Regions from separate parts of the Mus musculus genome. Here region 2 is linked to region 1. The links are chromatin contacts, called in public Micro-C maps. All regions are on one chromosome and are shown on one strand. The core of a region is the stretch at or near the end of the contact, and the rest is flanking DNA. Distances in the headings are between cores, read along the strand shown. Region 1 has its middle 11 kb from the start of Slc4a8. Region 2 has its middle 20 kb from the start of Krt78.

What was found. A called contact is a pair of places that touch in the nucleus more often than the background predicts.
Region 2: a contact with region 1 is called in a Micro-C map of the G1E-ER4 cell line. The contact joins two enhancer-like sites. A contact is called at or near these places in 1 of 15 datasets of contacts at CTCF or cohesin (embryonic stem cells), 5 of 484 Hi-C or Micro-C datasets (the G1E-ER4 cell line and muscle stem cells) and 1 of 115 datasets of contacts at active chromatin or transcription factors (astrocytes).

The regions. Positions count from the first base shown.
Region 1 is chr15:100,749,080-100,751,936 of GRCm38.p6, forward strand. No RefSeq gene overlaps it. Among named protein-coding and RNA genes, the nearest start is that of Slc4a8, 11 kb to the right of the region's middle. Within about 2 kb of position 1,267, at least 65 of the 459 cell types and tissues checked have an H3K27ac peak or open chromatin away from gene starts, as enhancers often do. A contact at or near this core is called in the G1E-ER4 cell line, where this site is marked.
Region 2 is chr15:101,973,295-101,976,011 of GRCm38.p6, forward strand. It overlaps a transcript of Krt78 not described here. Among named protein-coding and RNA genes, the nearest start is that of Krt78, 20 kb to the left of the region's middle. Within about 2 kb of position 1,412, at least 170 of the 459 cell types and tissues checked have an H3K27ac peak or open chromatin away from gene starts, as enhancers often do. A contact at or near this core is called in the G1E-ER4 cell line, where this site is marked.

The DNA.
Region 1 (2,857 bases), core at 17-2,516:
GACCTCTTCTATACGAACTTGTTCTAGGGCTGGAGAGATGGCTCAGCAGTTAAGAGCACTGACTGTTCTTCCAGAGGTCCTGAGTTCAATTCCCAGCAATCACATGGTGCCTCACAACCATCTGTAATCCTCTTCTGGTGTGTTTGAGGACAGCTACAGTGTGCATAAAATAAATCTTAAAAAAGAAAAAAAGAAAGAAAGAGAGAGAGAGAAAGAAAGAGTTGGTTCTATTGCTAGAGAGACAACACTCGGGAGTCTGGAAGGTTCAGAGGAGGTCTGGCTCTATAGGTAGTAAAAGACCACCAGGCTATAAACACCACCCACGCCCAGCCTTTTTTGTGGAAAACAGGTGAAAAACCCTTCTCTGAGAGAGAAAATTGTGGGTGGATAACATTCCTGTTTTCTCTAGTGCTTATCTGGGAACCCAGGAGAACCTTGTGCCGTCTCTACCTCAGGGTGTGCTACAGGGCAATCTCTTGCTTTGAGAAATAACCGGCTCAATTTCTCTAGGAGTGCAGGCTCAGCCCTGCTGCCTTTCTGTGGAACTTCTTATTCCCTGAAGCCCTTGTGAGGGTCTTCTCTATGGTACACAAGCATCCCTGCATCCCTGCTGCAACTTGCTTTGTGAATATCTGTGGTCCTGCCTGTTAACTGTTCTCTCTCTCTCTCTCTCTCTCTCTCTCTCTCTCTCTCTCTCTCTCTCTCTCTCTCTCTCTCTCTCTCTCTCTCATGCTGTCCAGAGCCTTATGTATGTTTCTTTGGTAGTCAGGGCGTTTCCAGTCTTTCTCTGAAACTTAAACCCAACCTCACCCGCTTTGCACTTTCTGCTGTGTGGCTGCTTTGCAAACAGCATGGCTCTCTCTTCCTCTTCTTTTCCCTCCTGCCCACAGCTGCTGGGATTTACAGCCTGCTTGCCTTGGTGCTTTTCTTTGTAAACTCTTAACAAAATTGACCTCAAACTAAACAACAGAAACAGGAAAACAAAACCCAAAATGCTGTTCTTAATGTTTTTGAGTCACATTACATGAGTAAATGTTATCTGAAAAAAAAAATGTGAAAAACTCTGGCCTTTATTAGTTAGAGGGTCAATTGCAGATAATGAATGGTAGAGAGAGGACCTGCTCAGAAAAACAGTGCCGGGTCCCAACATCTATAATAAATTAAATAAGATGGCAAAATGCGTCCTGTGTGTGGTAGATCACGTAGCATTGCGCAAATTGGACGGCTTGTCTCCCTGGAAACGCAGAGCACAGAAAACAGCAGAGATGAGGTAAGCGGGTGATGGGTGTGTCTCCTATCTCTCTCTCTGAAGTAGGTAGGAAGCAGGGTGGTATTGCATAGTAGTCTGGTTTGTGTCTCTGTGTCAAACACCACAACCACAAGGAACTTGGGGCGGGGGGAAGGGTTTATTTTAGCTTATTTAAGCTTATTTCAGCTCACAGCTTTATAGCCCACCATGAAAGGGAGTCAGGGCAGGAACTTAAGGCAGAGACCTGGGGGCGGGAGCTGAAGCAGAGCTGTGGACAAACACTGACCTGGTCTCTTGCTGATTTACTCTTGAAGGCTTTCTTATGCAGCCCACCACCAGGGCAGGCACTACCTGCAGTGAGCTGGGCCTTGCGCATCAATCATATTCACGAAAATGCCCAACAGACATGCGTACAGGCCAATCTACGGATGGAGGCATATTCTTTTTTTTTTTTTTTTTTTTTTTTTGGTTTTTCAAGACTTATAGCCCTGGCTGTCCTGGAACTCACTTTGTAACTTTGTAGACCAGGCTGGCCTTGAACTCAGAAATCTGCCTGCCTCTGCCTCCTGAGTGCTGGGATTAAAGACGTGATCAAAGGCATGCCCTACCACGCCCCGCTGAGACATATTCTTAATTGAGGTTCTTCTTCATATGTAACTCTAGCTTGCATCAAATTGAAAAAAACAGTAAGGAAAAACCAGCCGAGACATGATACAGATACCAGCAGCCTTAGTTACATTTGTTTCCATATCAATGGACCAGAAGAGGCAGAGAATCTGCATTCCTCTCGCTGGGAATTCTGTCCAATGAGATAGCTCCAGCTATAAATAAATGAAATGATCTGAAAAGGTACCAAGGAAATGTGGGTGAATGTGCAAGCCCAAGGACCAGAGTTCAGATCCTTGGCACCCATGGAGCAGTTGGGCTTGCTGGTGAGGGTCTGTGACTCCAAGGCTGGGGAGCCAGAGACTGGCAGATCACCACGGTCAATAGCCAGCTAGTTTTGCATGGTTGCGAGCTCCATGCTCAGGAAGAGATCCTACCTCAAAAAAGCAAGCTTTAGAGGACACCCAAAGTCAATTCCTGACCGTTATACACATGAGCACATATGTTTGCATACGTGTATGCACACGTACAAACACATACACACACACATATATACACATATATACATACAATATCCAGACACCCTATTCTTGCCTCCCCAGGAACTACACACAGTGATACATAGATATATAAGCAGGCAAAATGTCCATACATATAAAATACTGATAGAAAAGAGTTTGAGGTCAGCCTAGTGAGTTCTATAATAATAATTAATAATAATAATAAATTACAAAAATCCAGAACCATTAGAGCATTCTAACACTAGCATATCCACAGTTATAAAGATTATTACATGTATTTAATGTCATACTGGGTAAGCACCCTACTAGCAGAACCGTATCCCCAATTCTAAGTACCTTTTATTATTTATTTATTTATTTTAAAGATGTATTTATTTTATGTATATGAGTACACTGTAGCTGTACAGATGAGTGTGAGCCATCATGTGGTTGCTGGGAATTGAACTCAGGACCTCTGCTTGCTCTGGCCCCACTCCCTTCT
Region 2 (2,717 bases), core at 162-2,661, 1.2 Mb after region 1:
ACCGGAGAGCAACAGACCCTACTGGAAGAGAAGGGTTGCTTGCTGAATTAGTCCCACGCTCACTTGGGATTGCGATCTGATCTGTAGAGAGAAAAGGGAGAAAGCAGAAACATTCATGGGAGCCATCTGTAAAATGAGGACGATAGCCCCTGCCTGAGTTATGGTGGCATTTAAGGGGTAGCACGTGTCTACACAGCCAGGGAAGAGTCAGGTGCTTCTATCCTCACCCAGGGCTAGGAAAAGGATGCCTGCCTGGGCCCAGACTGGCAGGTGCTACTCAGGACGGTCCAGCCATGCTCGTTTGCATGCTATTTGCATGTGCTCTTTCTAGCCACCAACACTTGTCACTCCTGTCACTTCACAGCCTCTAGGTCACAAGCTGTCTCTGTCCCTGCTTTGTGCCCTTTCCTGGACTCTTGGTAGCTGGAGGACCCTGGAGGAAGGAAAGAATTCAAACTGGGGGACAGAGGGTCGGAGATGCGACCCAGACTCTGAAGAAGCAATGAGCCGCTGCTATCTGTGGAAACCTGGCTTAGGGCGACCCCTACAGGGCAATCCCAGAATGCAGGGAGACTGGGAAATAGCCTAGCTCCTCCCCTCTCCCCACTGGGGTTGCTCGTGGCATCTCTTCGCCTCCCAGCGGTTCTAACGCTGCCTAGCACCCAGGATCTCCCAGATCCTGAGTCAGCCCAGAAAGTTACCATTTCGCCCCTCCACTAAATAACCAAGACCAAGTGAGTCAACGTGGTCTTCCCAAAAAGCGATGCAAGAGTATTTGGGAGAGTTGGGCTCTAAGAACCATCATTAAATATTCCAACATGAGTATCAGAGCCCACCTTAGGCTCACGTGGCCACCCGGCAGTGCAGAGTGGAAAGGGATCGTGACCACATTTTGGGAAGAGTTTAGGGAGCAGAGAAGACAGTAAGTAATGCGGAGAGATCCTCAAAACCACAGTACACAGTGGCCCTACTAAGTTCTCTTCAGTGAGGCCCATTCCACAGGGGATGAAGCCCGAGAACTGGACGGAATCCCAGCCAGGGAAAGATTTCCTCACAGCAGCGCTCCTATTGGGAGAGTGGGGCGGGGGGGGGGGGGTGCGTGTGACCTGGGAAGACACCATCTTCCTTCCCACCCAGAGTCAGTTTCTGCCTGTCTATTTCAGCAGGGAGGGGACCAGCGAGGGAAATGCAGCCACAGCAACATTGGACTAGGAGGGGAAATGCTAAAAATGCTCTGAGCCTGCACTTGGCTTGTGGACAGACACAAAGGGTCTTGCCTTTGCCGTGGGCTCCTCCACCCGCAGTGCGCCCCGGCGTGTGAATGGGGCCACTGGAGAGGGCAGGGCCGAAGGGTGTGTGTGTGAGAACAAGTGAAGTCATTCTCTCTGGGTGGTTCCTTTTAATTAGCACCCTGAAAAACTCCCAGCCAGCAAAATTGAGTCTTGCCAACAGGGAGCCCCACCCTTCTGGCTCATCCAAGCCTTAGGGGCAAAGTGGGGGACAGAAAAATCTAAAGGCAAAAAAGAAAGGGGCCTGCTTAGAGTCCAAATACTGAAGGGAGCCCTTCTTAGCCTTCCAGAGACCCTTCGGTAGGTCAGGACAGGGGTGCAGAGGCTGGCAAAGCGTGGCTGAGAAGGAAGAGAACAGAGAGTGGAGTGATTGCCATGTCCCAGAACCTCTGGGAGTCCAGACCCTGAAAATGACCAGTGTCCAGCCAGCCCTGGAGGTTGCCCTGTAGATAAGACATCAAGGACCAGGAGTGAGAAAGACATCCAAGCTCCACCTGGCCCTTTCACCTTTATACGGCTTTCTAATCAAAAGGTCACCTGGTCCCTTGTGGTCAACCTTCAGAACGAGCTCAAAGGGATAGAAGTCACAGAGGGTTCCATAAAGGGGACAGAACAAGTACTGTCCCCTTCTTCAAGATCCCTAGCCATGCAGACGAGGTGTCCCTTTGGTTTGTCCCCTCTCCCTCAAAACCCTTCTCCAGGTGACTCTTACCAGGCTTCCTAGGACCCATGTCCTCTGTCACCTGATAGTCTCACTCTACCTGACATTCATTTTTTACTAGGAGCAGAGGTCAAGGCCAGAGTCCTTCTGGATCTCATCTCCCACCCCAGACCCTGGCAAAGTCAAACTATAGTGAGAGCAGATCTGTTCACAGGAAAATGGCCAGGGACTAGGAGGGAACAGACACTAGCTAGCATTCAGGACTTTTCTAGTCACAAGGACCAGAGCCCCGCTCTTAATCACAGCCCTATCCCTAAAGAGTCAGTGTGTGACCCCCAGTGTGAGTCTCTTCCTTGAAGGGCTAGACTCGGTGAGGTGGTGGGGTGGGGGCCGGCGGTGAGGTGGGGGTCAGTCTGAAAGACTCTGATGCTCACTGCAGGGCGGAGGCGGGTATGAGAGCAATGGGGAAATACTAAGTGGAAGGCTAGGCCAACGTGGCCTAAGTTCATCAGGAGACGGGTGCTAACCCAGGCCCAGACGTGGGGCCTCCTCCTAGCTCTCTCTGACTCTAAAGTTCCTGCGGCCTCAAGAGCTGAGGACAGGGACCACAAGGCAAAGCGGAGAGGGGATACCAGGAAACTGTTCAGGGCCTGGAGTCCTCTCTACTCCCTTCCAGCTGAAGAGGGCTAAGCAGCCACGTCCTCAGAGCTGAACCCTCAACCCAGAGGACTATCAGGGAAAGAGCACCTCCGCAGACCCCAAACCTA